2 separate regions of the Oncorhynchus kisutch genome follow, and region 2 is linked to region 1. Evidence: chromatin contacts called from public Hi-C data. All regions are on one chromosome and are shown on one strand. The core of a region is the stretch at or near the end of the contact, and the rest is flanking DNA. Distances in the headings are between cores, read along the strand shown.

Region 1 (7,710 bases), core at 3,821-6,320:
TCTCCATGGACTTTACAGTGTCCCAGAACTTTTTTGAGTTTGTGTTGCAGGAAGCAAATTTCTGTTTGAAAAAGCTAGCCTTGGCTTTTCTAACTGCTTGTGTATACTGGTTTCTAACTTCCCTGAAAAGTTGCATATCACGGGGGCTGTTCGATGCTAATGCAGAACGCCATAGGATGCTTTTGTGTTGGTTAACGGTAGTCAGGTATGGAGAGAACCAAGGGCTATATCTGTTCCTGGTTCAAAATTTCTTGAATGGGGCATGCTTATTTAAGATGGTGAGGAAGGCTTTTCTTTAAATAACCAAGGCATCCTCTGCTGACGGAATGAGGTCAATATCCTTCCAGGATACCCGGGCCAGGTCAATTAGAAAGGCCTGCTCGCTGAAGTGTTTCAGGGAGCGTTTGACAGTGATGAGTGGAGGTCATTTGACCGCTGACCCATTACAGATGCAGGCAATGAAGCAGTGATCGCTGAGATCTTGGTTGAAAACAGCAGAGGTGTATTTAGAGGGCAAGTTGGTTAGGATGATATCTATGAGGGTGCCCGTGTTTACGGCTTTGGGGTGGTACCTGGTAGGTTCATTGATCATTTGTGTGAGATTGAGGGCATCAAGCTTAGATTGTAGGATGGCTGGGGTGTTAAGCATGTCCCAGTTTAGGTCACCTAGCAGCAAGAGCTCTGAAGATAGATGGGGGGCAATCAGTTCACATATGGTGTCCAGAGCACAGCTGGGGGGAGAGGGTGGTCTATAGCAGGCGGCAACGGTGAGAGACTTGTTTTTAAAGAGGTGGATTTTTAAAAGTAGAAGTTCAAATTGTTTGGGTACAGACTTGGATAGTAGGACAGAACTCTGCAGGCTATCTCTGCAGTAGATTGCAACACCGCCCCCTTTGGTCATTCTATCTTGCCTGGAAATGTTGTAGTTAGGGATGGAGATTTCTGAGTTTTTGATGGTCTTCCTAAGCCAGGATTCAGACACAGCTAGGACATCCAGGTTGGCAGAGTGTGCTAAAGCAGTGAATAAAACAAACTTAGGGAGGAGGCTTCTAATGTTAACATGCATGAAACCAAGGCTTTTATGGTTACAGAAGTCACCAAAAGAGAGAGCCTGGGGAATAGGAGTGGAGCTTGGCATTGCAGGGCCTGGATTCACCTCTACATCGCCAGAGGAAGAGGAGGAGTAGGATAAGGGTACGGCTAAAAGCTATGAGAATTGGTCGTCTAGGACGTCTGGAACAGAAAGTAAAAGAAGCAGGTTTCTGGGGGCGATAAAATAGCTTCAAGGTATAATGTACAGACAAAGGTATGGTAGGATGTGAATACAGTGGAGGTAAACCTAGGCATTGAGTGATGATGAGAGAGATATTGTCTCTAGAAACATCATTGAAACCAGGTGATGTCATCGTATGTGTGGGTGGTGGAACTGAAAGGTTGGATAAGGTATAATGAGCAGGGCTAGAGGCTCTACAGTGAAATAAGCCAATAAACACTAACCAGAACAGCAATGGACAAGGCATATTGACATTAAGGAGAGGCATGCTTAGCCAAGTGATCATGAGGGTCCAGTGAGTAGTGAGGTTGGTTGGAGTCAGCTAGCCGGGCAATGGGTAGCAAGCTGGCAGAGGATGGAGGTCTGTTTTTAGCTACCTCGTGCATTTCCGTCTGTAGATTAGTGGGGTTCTGTCTGGTAGAGGGGACCAATCCAATTGGCAAAATAGATATAGTTATAGTGACCCAAGAAAATTGTCCGATGGACCTATTCAGATAGCAGCCGATAAGACAGCTAACGATTAGAGGGCCGCAGATGGGCGTTCAGGTAACGTTGCGACGGAGGGGCCAGTTGGATAACTCCCTCGGGCAGATAACATCGGTATTCCAGTTGTGAAGGCTCGGTGGGGCTCCGCGTCCACAGTAAAACGGGTCCGGATAGGTGATTGTAGCCCAGGAGTGGCTGATGGAACTCTTCAGCTGCCTAGCTCCGGAATAATTGATGTTTGCTCTGGGACCGACGTAAGCCAACAGTCACTCGGATAGCAGCTAGCTAGCTGCAAGATCCAGGTGTAAATGTCCAGAGCTTGTGGTAGAAATCCGGGGATATGGAGAGAAAATAGGTCCGGTTATGCTCTGGTCTGAGTCGCGTTGTACAAAACTGGCGATAGCTTTTCGAGCTAAAGGATAGCTGATGACCACCAACCGTGGTTAGCTGAATACTAACGTTAGCCAGTGAATTGGCTAGCTTCTGGCTAGCTTCTGGCTAGCTTCTGTTGTGGATTTCAGATTTGAGGTGAATAAATGTTAATGTTAAAAGGGCTTTATAAATAAATGTGATTGAGAGTGATTGAGCATGACAGAAACACATGACCACACAGCATAGTAGCAACACAACATGACAACATGGTAGCAACACAACAATGCAGCAGCACAACATGGTAGCAGCACAAAATATGGTATAAACATTATTGGGCACATGAGGAAGCATTCTCAGTCAATTTACCTGGGACATAAAAAAATAAGAAAAAGACAATGGCAATAATTTGAGAAGAAAGGGGGTAAGAATGGAGAGAGTGAGTGGGAGGTCTAAAAGAGAAAGATTGATTGAGAAAAGCGAGTGGTGGGAGGACAGAGTAAAGGAAAAATAAATGAAAAGGGAGACGCAGAGGCAGGAAGTTGAGGGCGAGAGATGGTTAAATATTTGTTCTAGGTATTAGAGACCTGTACTGGTACTTGGAGAGTGAAAAGGTCAGCGTAGACTGGACCTGACAGAGCACTCACACTGAGGATGTGAGCACCATGCAAACACAGTGTAGAGAGGGTAGGCTCTGTGAAACAGACCGCTAACATCGCACACTGCAGCAGACAGACAGAGCAGGAGACATTGGTGTGAACTTGCTCGAGTGTGATTGACAGGTAATTTCAGAACATTTTCAAACAATGGGCTCAAATAAAGCAAAGCGTCTGGATATTGAAATAGCAGATTTAGCGCTGTAATATGCCACCTGTCTCCTCAGAATAATGAGTTTGACCTTTTCAGGACATCCAGACGACAAGTTGTCCGTTTTCATAATAATTATGACTGACTGGAATAATTGTTTTATACAGCTGCATAATCAGTTGATACAGTTGTCTCCTGTCCTGCTCCTTGAAGGGCCTTCAAATCATTATTGGAGTTCATTCCATCTTATGTGGTTGTCTTCGGTTTGAATCTGTGACTGGTCGCTTTCAATGGGATTAATTTACTTTTGCTAATCAATTAAGCATTGAGAGACAACACAAGCATACAGACTCACAGCCACACTACACAGTCAGAGCTTTAGATTTAGATATTAGGAATCTCAATGGATGACAGAAAATATGAAAGAGAATATAATGGAAGGAGAATGGATAGAGAACAGAAGGTGATTTTGTGGGCCCCAGGAAGAGAAGCTGCAGCTCTATCGCTACAGCTAATGGGGATCCTAATAAAATACCAAATAGCAAAATAGAGCTGTCTAGAACAGTAGAATAAATGAGAAAAGACCAAATTACCTGATATGTTGTGGATGTATAAATCTGGATAAGAGCGTCTGCTAAATGACTAAAATGTACATGTAAAATGTCAATATAAGTCTATGACAGTTCTAATCTGTCCTCTGTAAACCTTCCCTCATTCTTTACCTCCCTATCTCTTCCTCTCCCTCTATTCTTCTGCTCTGACTGACAGAATAAACTCACATTCATAAACCGTCATTACCCTCTCTGCCCACCTATCTCCTGGTCGTGTCTATACAAACATATCAATTGTGTCAATGTTGAAGCAGTGCTGACCTTTCCACCTGAGCTGTGCAAAGGTCACCACAAGCATTGTAAATCAGTAAATAAAAAAGACCAAGGTTATAGTTGACACATATACTCGCAGACACACACACTCAAGTCAATCGAACATGTACAAATTCGCACACACACACACACGAAAGGAGACACTCAAACGTGTGTAAACATAATGGCACAGATGGAAGAGATGATGAACAGAGAAAAACATTGGAGAGAAATCAGAGAGGGACAGAGAACGCAATCTCTTATCCACTGAAGGGTTTGGGCATTGTTCTGTGGCAGCAGTACATTTACACGTGTCGTGTTTCAGGCAGCAGTACATTTACACGTGCCGTGTTTCAGGCAGCAGTACATTTACACGTGCCGTGTTTCAGGCAGCAGTACATTTACACGTGTCATGTTTCAGGCAGCAGTACATTTACACGTGTCGTGTTTCAGGCAGCAGTACATTTACACGTGTCATGTTTCAGGTAGCAGTACATTTACACATGCCGTGTTTCAGGCAGCAGTGCATTTATTTTTCAACGGCTATTTCTAGGATAACAAAGAGCAAATTAAGTGGCATTGGTTTTTTTTCATGGATGAAATGTACCATGAGAAATAAAGAATGATTGTTGCATGCAGAATTCAAAGGAATTTGATAATGATCTCTGTCAGTAGGCTATTTGTAGAAATCCCTTAAGAATAAGAAATGGTTTTATATAGTGTGTATAAACTGGAAGTAGAAGCCTAAGTGTTGTTGTCCATTGGTTTACTCCAATTAGGGGAGGGATGGTAGGGTTAGGGGAAAATAATAAAGGAAAATGTATATATTTTTTAAATATATGTATTTTATCTATATATTTACCATAAGATAATATATGGTTACAATGCATTTCACAGGGATATGTCACAAGATTATTATAATAAAAACATAATTTTTTGAATTACAGCATCCTGGTTATTGCATTCACTGTGCAGATTATAGTAACATTAGACATTAGTATCCTATTGCTGCAATAAAAAAGTACTTCCATATACCACAAAAAAAACCTGCTAATTAATTCCTATTGCTGCTCCAGGGCACGTGCCACTTCTTTTGCAGACAATTTCATAATTCAATGCTTTTGATTGTGATGTAGCCTTTAACCTTGGGCACTGCAAACTGCTTTGAAATGCATCGGGTTTTACTCTGATTGGGCTAGAAATGTAACAACCGGGTGAGGAAAATACGAATGTGCAGGGTGATGTCATATCTCGCGAGAACAAACGAGATCCGCCCGTTTTAACACGGGCTGGAAACCCTGTCTTACCCTCTTCCTCTCGCTGTCCACAAGCAAGGTAAAGGATGTCTGGTCTCCGGCCTTATTTGACCAATTGTATGACATTTTCGTGATAATTATTCTCCCATAACTGACCGCGTATACATTAAACAATCAATGAACAAATACCGGGTTTTCCGGAAAGTCTATAGAGTCTTGTAGATTATTTAGAATAAAATAAAATTTCATGCGGCACTCGCACGTAGCTTCCAGTGATGGCTGCCCCCATGCCTTTGCATTGGGCCTAAACATTTCTCCTTTTGTTTGTCCATTTTAGATAAGACAATTATGATATCTGCGCTAACGGTGTCTTTCATTTGAATGTGTTACGCTCGTCGGCAGTTGGACTGTGATCCTTAAACTGTCTTGATTTCTGCCTCGAATTTCTGATGTGGTTACATGTGTCGGTTTATAGGTTAATTGCTAGCATTGTGGCTAACTCCAGTTACCATAATTTTATTTAACGGTGGCCAGTTTGTTGGTGAGATGGTTTGCCCTGATATCATTTTTTTGCTAAAATTGGACTTCAGATCATACAGGACTTCGCACAATATGAGGGATGTATATTATCACGATGTGAATGTTTTCCATCGCCGCTGTTTGACAGGAAGATAAGTAGCCTATGGAATTAGCTAGCCAACTTACGTTAGTTGCCTGCTTAAGCAAGCTGTTCATCACCCATCTGGCTAGTTAACTAAGTAGTGAGCTAGATAGTGTGGTTTGCAGAAAGGTTATCAATAGTAGTGTATAGACGTGTAGTCATCAGATGAACTGTTTTGAGTATTGGGGCAGTCGAGTCATCCTATCGTCTGCACATAACTGTATAACTAACCTTAGTTACATGAGTAGCTAGGCTACATATTGAATGTGCTCAGGACCTCAATCTACCCAGGACATTCGTTGCAGTCTACATAGCATCAATCATACATTGTACCTCATACTGAAGTTCTCTACCTCTCTGGCAGATGCCTGGTGTCACAGTGAAAGACGTCAACCAGCAGGAGTTTGTCCGGGCCCTGTCAGCTTTCCTGAAGAAGTGAGTTTTCCACTCCGTTCGTAATATAAGTATATGTAGTCGCATACACGTGAAGCGTTGTTCAATTTTTGCTTTGCGGTGCATTGAGCTTTTGTGAATGACTAACATACAGTTGAAGTCAGAGGTTTACATAGACTTAGGTTGGAGTCATTAAAACTCATTTTTCAACCAATCCACAAATTTCTTGTTACTAACTATAGTTTTGTCAAGTCACTTCTACTTGTATTTCAAGGCCTACCTTCAAACTCAGTGCCTCTTTGCTTGACATCATGGGAAAATCAAAAGAAATCAGCCAAGACCTCAGAAAAAATATGTAGACTTTCCACAAGTCTGGTTCATCCTTGGGAGCAATTTCCGAACACCTGAAGGTACCACGTTCATCTGTACAAACAATAGTACCCAAGTATAAACACCATGGGACCACGCAGCCGTCATACCTCTCAGGAAGGAGATGCGTTCTGTCTCCTAGAGATGAATACTTTGGTGTGAAAAGTGCAAATCAATCCCAGAACAACAGCAAAGGACCTTGTGAAGATTCTGGGGGAAACGGGTACAAAAGTATCTATATCCACAGTAAAACAAGTCCTATATCGACATAACCTGAAAGGCCGCTCAGCAAGGAAGCCACTGCTCCAAAACCACCCATAAAAAAGCCAGACTACGGTTTGCAATTGCACATGGGGACAAAGATGGTACTTTTTTGAGAAATGTTCTCTGGTCTGATGAAACAAAAATAGAACTGTTTGGCCATAATGACCCTTGTTATGTTTGGAGGACAAGGGGGATGCTTGCAGGCCGACGAACACCATCCCATCCGTGAAGCACGGGGGTGGCAGCATCATGTTGTGGGGGTGCTTTGCTGCAGGAGGGGCTGGTGCACTTCACAAAATAGTTGGCATCATGAGGCAGGAAAATGATGTGGATGTCTCAAGACATCAGTTAAATAATGGTCGTAAATGGGTCTTCCAATTGGTCAATGACCCCAAGCATACTTCCTAAGTTGCGGCAAAATGGCTTAAGGACAACGGTCAAGGTATTGGAGTGGCCATCACAAAGCCCTAACCTCAAATCCTATAGCACTTTTGCGGGAAGAACTGAAAAAGCATGTGCGAGCAAGGAGGCCTACAAACCTGACTCAGTTACACCAGCTGTCTGGAGGAATTGGCCAAAATTCACCCAACTTATTGTGGGGCGCATGTGGAAGGCTACCTGAAACATTTGACCCAGGTGAATCAATTTAAAGGCAATGCTACCAAATACTAATTGAGTGTATGTAAACTTCTGACCCACTGGGAATGTGATGAAAGAAATAAAAGCTGAAATAAGTCATTCTATTCTAACATTTCACATTCTCAAAATAAAGTGGTGATCCTAACTGACCTAAGGCAGGGAATTTTTACTAGGATTAAATGTCAGGAATTGTGAAATTCTGTTTAAATGTATTTGGCTAAGGTGTATGTAAACTTCCCACTTCAACTGTATGCTTTTCCTGTTCCAGGTCAGGAAAGCTGAAGGTCCCGGATTGGGTGGACATTGTCAAGCTGGCCAAACACAAGGAGC
Region 2 (7,710 bases), core at 2,204-4,703, 180 kb after region 1:
CTCTCTCTCTCTCTCTCTCTCTCTCTCTCTCTCTCTGTCTGTCCCTCCCTGTGACTTCCTCACCTTCTTCCAGGACCATGAGTTTGTTAGGTGTCATAGGAGGATGTTGAGAATGTAAGCATCTGATGAGCGATAGGAACAGTTTGCCAGGGAGAGTGAGATGAATCAGTGTACGGGATATGGGTGTAGAGGCCAGGCGCATCAGTTTAAGTGTCTGAAGAAGTGCAACGCTGCTAGGTTTTTCACACTCAACATTTTCCTGTGTGTATGAAGAATGATCCACCACCCAAAGGACATCCTGCAACTCAATATTAGGAATGTGTTCTTAATGTTTTGTACACTCAGAGTATATCTGCTCATATTACATATTACCTGATCTTTACTATAAACATCTCTCTGTTTAGCTAGTGCAGGAACAATGCTAGCCAACAGCACTGAAAGGAGTGAGGGAGGAAGAGAGGACAGATTAATTTGGAGCATTTATAGTATGATGGAAGTAAATGAGGGAAGAATAGAGGGTAAATGAGTGTGGGGGTGAGAGGGGGAGTGGGGGAGTGGGCATATGGATACAGACAGAAGGACAAAGTCAATTGTACTGTAAACGGAGTAAGAGTTTCTATAGGTTGTTTCATCTCAGTGTATTAGAGACGGAGCAGGAGAGTGGAATGGAGTGCAGGAGAGACCAAAAAAATGGAAAGAGTCAGAGATCTCTGAAAGCTAGAGGAAAGGGTGAGGGAAGGAGGAGGGGGACCTGAACGGGAGAGTAGAGTATTCCAAAGAGGGAAAAGGCGGGAAAAGTGTGGAGAACAGATGGTGAAGTGGCTCCAGTGTTAGACTGAGTGTCAGTGGGCACAGCTGTCAGTCATACATTGTGTGTGTGTGTGTGTGTGCATGTGTGTGTGCGTGTGTGTGTGTGTGTGTGTGTGTGTGTGTGTGTGTGTGTGTGTGTGTGTGTGTGTGTGTGTGTGTGTGTGTGTGTGTGTGTGTGTGTGTGTGTGTGTGTGTGTGTGTGTGTGTGTGTGTGTGTCAGAGTGTGATATTCAGCTTGCACGCAGATCTGGACACACTCATTCAAAACCTTGCAAAGAATGGCGGTCTCATTTCACCTGCTCTCATCTCAACCGCTCTCTCTCTCTCTCTCTCTCTCTCTCCCTCTCTCTCTCTCTGAAAATCCTCTTTCTCCTTTTTTCATTCGGTGTCTCTCTTTACATTGATTGTGTGGCGCTTTTGTGCTCAAATGGACTATTATTAGTCTACATTGCCATCTGCTGGTGATCAAAAGAACTACATATCCCAGGACAAACGACTGCATGGTTGGAGGATTTATCTTCAGGAAAGACACTTTGGGGTGTCCAATTCCAATTGTTTGGAGAAGTAAACTAAGTAATTGAGAAATTAAACTTCCTGCAGACTTTAGTTTTTTTCTACATGGGAAAATATGTATGTGTTAATGTGTGACATGTTTTAGCCAAGAAATCTCTCAGAGGTTTGTGATAGGCCAGTATTATTAGTCTATGTTGCCCTCTGCTGGGGAATTAAAACAACGCAGGCCGGATATGATGGAATCAACGGGGCAGGTGAACAGAACATTTCAGTACATATCACTTTATTGTTTTTCTTTTCAATCACCATGTTGTAGCTGCTGCTGCGGTGGTCCACGCAGGTTCAGGTGTAGGATCAGGGGTGTTCATGATGTCACTGATCCAGTTAAGGTACAGGCACAGGCGGGTGTACAAACCAACGTCAGAAGAACTGGACCAGAACAACCCCTGTAGCTCACCCCCACAGACCACAGTACTGCCCTGGTCAGACTGAGAAAGTGAAAGAGAGAGAGAGGTTAAAAGTAGACATGGAGAACTCTCAGAGTATGGTGGCACAGTGAAATTAAAGTACAAAGGAAAATCTTGATTAGCTCGTTGATCATAATATTCTCTTACACATTTCCAATGCAACAGCCAGAGATAAAAAATATACATGTTTGCAAAGCACTGTGCTGTTGATGTACTGACCAGGCAGTTGTCTGTTGAGATGATGGTTTTAGCACAGAATGCATGTTCAATCCAATAAAGGGGAAAGGCTATCTGGCACATCTTGTCATCAATGACCCGCTGGGTTTCACACTTCAGGATTAGATTGGGCTCGTCTGTATGGAGGGACAGACATAGGGACTCATGGGAGTTTATTTGGTGCTTATCTATTCCATTAATTTCGGTTGAGGCATATAGCCCTCCCCTGGCTTTATGGTCCACTCACCCTGTCCCGGTACGGTGGAGCCCCAGCCGCTGACCAGACACTTCTCGTGGAGCTGAGTGCATCGTGTGGGTAGGGCTACGGGCATGACATGCTGAGTGAACCGGGCAGGCTCTGCCAGCTTCACCATTGCCAGGCTGTGTGAGGGGCCTCGTGCGTACGGCCCGTGCTGCACATATCTGGCCACCCGGACATGTTGCTCTGTCCCTTCCTCCACTGTCAGGTCATGCTCCCCCAGAGAAACCATAGTGTGGCCAGGTCTGAGGAGGAGTGGAGTAGAGTAGAGTAGAGTGGAGTGGAGTAGAGTAGAGTAGAGTAGAGTAGAGTAGAGTAGAGTAGAGTAGAGTAGAGTAGAGTAGAGTAGAGTAGAGTAGAGTAGAGTAGAGTAGAGTAGAGTAGAGTAGAGTATGGGCTGCATGCATTTTACACTGATTTCGGAAAAAGAAAAAAGGGGGAATACCTACTCGACAAAGCAGTTCCAGGCGGTAAGCACCCACCACTCGTTGATGAGGGCACCACTACACCTTTCCTCCCCATACCAGCCCCCCTTAGTGTTCCACAGGTAGACCTGCCAGGGTCTGGAGTGGGGTTGGCAAACTTCCTGCACCAACGCTCCATTCTCCTCCACTGGAACAGCCGCTAAATAAGAGAGAGAGAAATGGTCATAGTATAGATGAGTAAAGACTGAGTGTACAAAACGTTAAGAACACCTTCCTAATATTGAGATGCACCCAGTCAGTATATGTCATGGAAAGAGCATAATGTTCAGTACACTCAGTGTATTTTATTTTACTAGGCAAGTCAGATAAGAACACATTCTTATTTTCAATGACGGCCTAGGAACAGTGGGTTAACTGCCTTGTTCAGGGGCAGAAGGACAGATTTGTACCTTGTCAGCTCGGGAATTAGATCTTGCAACCTTTCGGTTACTAGTCCAACGCTCTAACCACCAGGCTACGCGGCCGTATATATCTCCCTCCCTAACCTGTCTCTAAAAGAAGGTATCATTCTTCATGCTCTTGCATTGCATAACTGTCTCATGATGCTGTAGATACTGTATATTACAGTCTTACCTGCACACCCCAAAGCCAAGGTCAGCAGTAGCAGCTTCATCATGTCTTGGTCTCTGTATGAGCCTGGGTTTAGTCTGTGGTTCTTTTATACCTGTGTATCTGTGTCTCTAGCCTTTAGATCTCTGGGAGTTGACTGCCTGGGCTGCACCTGTGCTTTGTTTTCCTGGCACTTCTCTCATGTCTGTGACTGGATAGGTATGGTTATAGGCCCCCATTCAGTCAATTACAGACTTGTTTGTAATATACTTTTTTTAAATTAATCTTAATTTCAGACAGTTTTCAAGAGCAAGAAAACAATTCTGCAGCAACAGGACATTTGAGTTATTATGTGCACTATCATCAATGGACATTTTTGTAAGGGTTGATACAGGGAAAATCTGGGAAAATCAAGTCTGAAATTTCTAGGTGGAGATTAAATACTTCAGGAGCCTTTTTAAACCTCAAATACACAACAAGCTCCTGCAACAAGGTGATCAAATGAAGATCTTACATCTGTATAAGAGCATACAATTGACCATTTTTGACACAAGTACAAATATACAGTATATATTTTTTACATGATTTAAACAACAAACAACAAAGCAAAAACAAACCAACAGAACAAAAGGCCCTTTCATTTAAAACACATGTTGGCCCTTTAGTATGAGACACATGTGTTGTTCTTTGTAGTACAGGTGCTATGTCCTTTTACTGTCACCATTGGGGAAAAACGAATAAACAAGAGCGATAAGGCTTCTCATATAATTCCTAGCATTTAGAGTTAATATTTCACTGTGATGAAAGTACTCAGTGGGATCTACCATTATGTAACCCCTTGTATCAATGTGCAGTGCCCTCGTTTAGTAATATCAAGTGAAGCTATTCATTAACTGTGGGTTGATTACTAACAGAAGGTAACAATGTGGCCTCGTGAGACAGATAAAGTTGTGAGAGAATTGGGAAATCAAGATGGGGAAACGTAGGTACTCAGGGATTTGAGGTATTTAGTTTGAATACATTTTGAGTCCGTTTGAATGAATCTTAGACTGAGGCTACATCAGATTGGCCATATCCCTGCTAGTGTATCACCACCCTATGAAGAGATTAACGAACAGTTCAAGATGTTCTTCTCTGTGGTCTTGTAGCTCCAGGCTCTTACATCTTCAGTGAACATGATCATATTTGAGGTCAAATGTATTATTTCTGTCTGTTATCATTGCAGCTTCAAAAGGATCATGAATAGCTCACTTTGAACCTTTCTGAGATCAGAAACCCAAAGGACACCCTTTATTTCCACTCATTTAGAAACTCAAGCTCTGGTTGAGAACCTGTCTGTCAGAAACAGTCACAGGAATCGGTGTTGACTTTTTCCTCTATATGACCTGCTTCTTATATTCAGACGAGAGGCAGTTGACTCAGAGTTAGGTGATAGTTATGTACAGTAGGCATTGTGAGACTCCGTATTGTCCATATTGTAAACTCTGAGACATGATGTACACACAACCATATTGTCACAAACCTGTGGGAGATATGCATGAACATATCCCACCTCTCTCAACTTTGTCTGATAATAAAACACATAGTACAATGATCGTACTGACTCATATATATATATATTTTATCCTCATCGGCAGACTCGACAGGTTCACTAACTACTTCTCTGATTCTTCTCTGTATACATCAATGATGTCGCTCTTGCTGCTGGTGAGTCTCTGATCCACCTCTACGCAGACGACACCATTCTGTATACTTCTGGCCCTTCTTTGGACACTGTGTTAACAACCCTCCAGGCGAGCTTCAATGCCATACAACTCTCCTTCCGTGGCCTCCAACTGCTCTTAAATACAAGTAAAACTAAATGCATGCTCTTCAACCGATCGCTGCCCGCACCTGCCCGCCCGTCCAGCATCACTACTCTGGATCGTTCTGACTTAGAATATGTGGACAACTATAAATACCTAGGTGTCTGGTTAGACTGTAAACTCTCCTTCCAGACTCACATCCAACATCTCCAATCCAAAGTTAAATCTAGAATTGGCTTCCTATTTCGCAAAAAAGCATCCTTCACTCATGCTTCCAAACATACCCTTGTAAAACTGATCATCCTACCAATCCTCGACTTCGGCGATGTCATCTACAAAATAGCCTCCAATACCCTACTCAATAAATTGGATGCAGTCTATCACAGTGCCATCCATTTTGTCACAAAAGCCCCATATACTACCCACCACTGCGACCTGTATGATCTTGTTGGCTGGCCCTCGCTTCATACTCGTCGCCAAACCCACTGGCTCCAGGTCATCTACAAGACCCTGCTAGGTAAAGTCCTTCCTTATCTCAGCTCACAGTTCACCATAGCAGTACCCACCTGTAGCACGTGCTCCAGCAGGTATATCTCTCTAGTCACCCCCAAAACCAATTCTTCCTTTGGCCGCCTCTCCTTCCAGTTCTCTGCTGCCAATGACTGGAACGAACTCCAAAAATCTCTGAAACTGGAAACACTCATCTCCCTCTCTAGCTTTAAGCACCAGCTGTCAGAGCAGCTCACAGATTACTGCACCTGTACATAGCCCATCTATAATTTAACCGAAACAACTACCTCTTTCCCTACTGTATTTATTTATTTATTTATTTTGCTCCTTTGCACCCCATTATTTCTATATCTACTTTGCACATTCTTCCACTGTAAATCTACCATTCCAGTGTTTTACTTGCTATATTGTATTTACTTCGCCACCATGGCCTTTTTTGCCTTTACCTCACTTGTCTCACCTCATTTGCTGACATTGTATATAGACTTATTTTTCTACGGTATTATTGACTGTATGTTTGTTTTACTCCATGTGTAACTCTGTGTTGTTGTATGTGCCGAACTGCTTTGCTTTATCTTGGCCAGGTTGCAATTGTAAATGAGAACTTGTTCTCAACTTGCCTACCTGGTTAAATAAAGGTGAAATAAAATAAATTTAAAAAATATGAATAATGCCCCTCAAGAAACACATAGGGTTTATTGGTTTTCTACAAATGCATGTTTTTATTTAAAGATACGTTGACATTAAAAAAAACATTAAAAAAAAGTATTTTCCTACTTTCACTGACTTTGCTGATAGCTACTTTATTGTAAAAATAAATGTACTTCCTACGACTGTGATATGTGGTTGTCTCACCTAGCTATCTTAAGATGAATGCACTAATTGTAAGTCGCTCTGGATAAGAGCGTTTGCTAAATGACTGAAACGTAAAATGTTGACATAAAATAATACTGTATTTCAATCTACACAGACTCCAGGGGGACGTCACCGAGGGTTGGAGGTCTGGTGAAGCTGATCAGAGGCTCCAGGATGAGAGAGTAGGGGCCCACAGCTGTGACGCTCTCCTCACAAAAGCATTTTGAGGACGTTGGGGACACAGAGGGAAACAAGGAAGGGTCTTTACTGTTGGTATAAGATGTGGTAGACCTGGTCCTGCAGGATGCCAGCGTAAGTCATCGCCGCCACAGTGGTGTCACTGAGGGCATTCCTGATGGACACAGACACATGGACAGTGCATTAACTGTCAGCCTGCTATCTTGACCTGCTGTTCCGTTCTTGTGTGTGTGTGTGTGTCTTACGCGGCCTTCTCCTTCAGCTTCAGGCCATCGATGCTGTCCAGCCAGCTAGAGGCGGTGCTGATGGATGTGTCGTAGTAGCCCTTGAAGGTGCTGGTCAGCTTTTCCAGGGTTCCCTGCTCTCCATCAGCCTCAGCAACATCTGCGACCGGTTCCTCAGGCGTACCGTCCTCGGCTTGCCTAGGCAGACGGAGGCCCTGAGCACCTGGAAGGGGAGGGTTAGGGTTAGAGGGTCAAAATGGTTGGTTGGTCAGTCTGTCAGTCAGTTAATATTGCTGCTCGTGGTGCTCTTATCTGGAGTGTTTAACGTTTCAAATCAAATCAAATTTTGTTGGTCGCATACACAAAATTAGTAGATGTTATTGTGGGTGTAGAGAAATGCTATTATGATAAAACAACTTTCTGGGATGCACAGTGAGACTGCATAAAAGACAAGCTGGAACATCACCAGTATGTCAGTCAGTTAGTCAGTCAGTTAGTCAGTCAGGTTCTTGACTGTGTACTTACTGAGGCCCAGAAGAGTGACGAGCACAGTGATGACCAGAAGCTTGTTCATGATGTCACTCAGATCTGTGTGCAAAGCAAACATCTTGGTGAGGGTCAGACAAACCATTCATCAACTTGTCCACTAGTCAGCATCATTTCCTCCTCCTTTTGAGCTCTGCTCTTAGCCTGATCTCATCTCAGGCTCATCTAATCTCTTCCATTTCATCTCAAACGTGTCTTTTAACATGTTTCCAATGACTACGGTAAGGCTATTCTGGGGTTGCCAATGTTTTTAATGACAATGAAACTATAATT

Evidence for each region. A called contact is a pair of places that touch in the nucleus more often than the background predicts.
Region 2: a Hi-C map of liver shows a contact between it and region 1, with 15 times the contacts expected there. The contact joins the promoter of LOC109881787 here to the promoter of LOC109901787 in region 1. A contact is called at or near these places in 2 of 2 Hi-C or Micro-C datasets (liver and muscle).

What each region holds. Positions count from the first base shown.
Region 1 is chrLG13:70,598,467-70,606,176 of Okis_V2, forward strand. LOC109901787 (40S ribosomal protein S19) reads left to right here and starts at 5,071. Exons shown (of 6, transcript XM_020497741.2): 1 at 5,071-5,133; 2 at 6,080-6,150; 3 at 7,649-7,710. The coding sequence starts at 6,080.
Region 2 is chrLG13:70,779,481-70,787,190 of Okis_V2, forward strand. LOC109881787 (trypsinogen-like protein 3) reads right to left here and starts at 3,454. Exons shown (of 5, transcript XM_020473899.2): 1 at 3,324-3,454; 2 at 2,715-2,889; 3 at 2,254-2,510; 4 at 2,010-2,143; 5 at 1,581-1,811. The coding sequence starts at 3,366. The coding sequence ends at 1,626. It overlaps LOC109881788 (apolipoprotein C-II), which reads right to left. Exons shown (of 4, transcript XM_020473900.1): 2 at 7,417-7,479; 3 at 6,913-7,114; 4 at 6,292-6,821. The coding sequence starts at 7,465. The coding sequence ends at 6,734.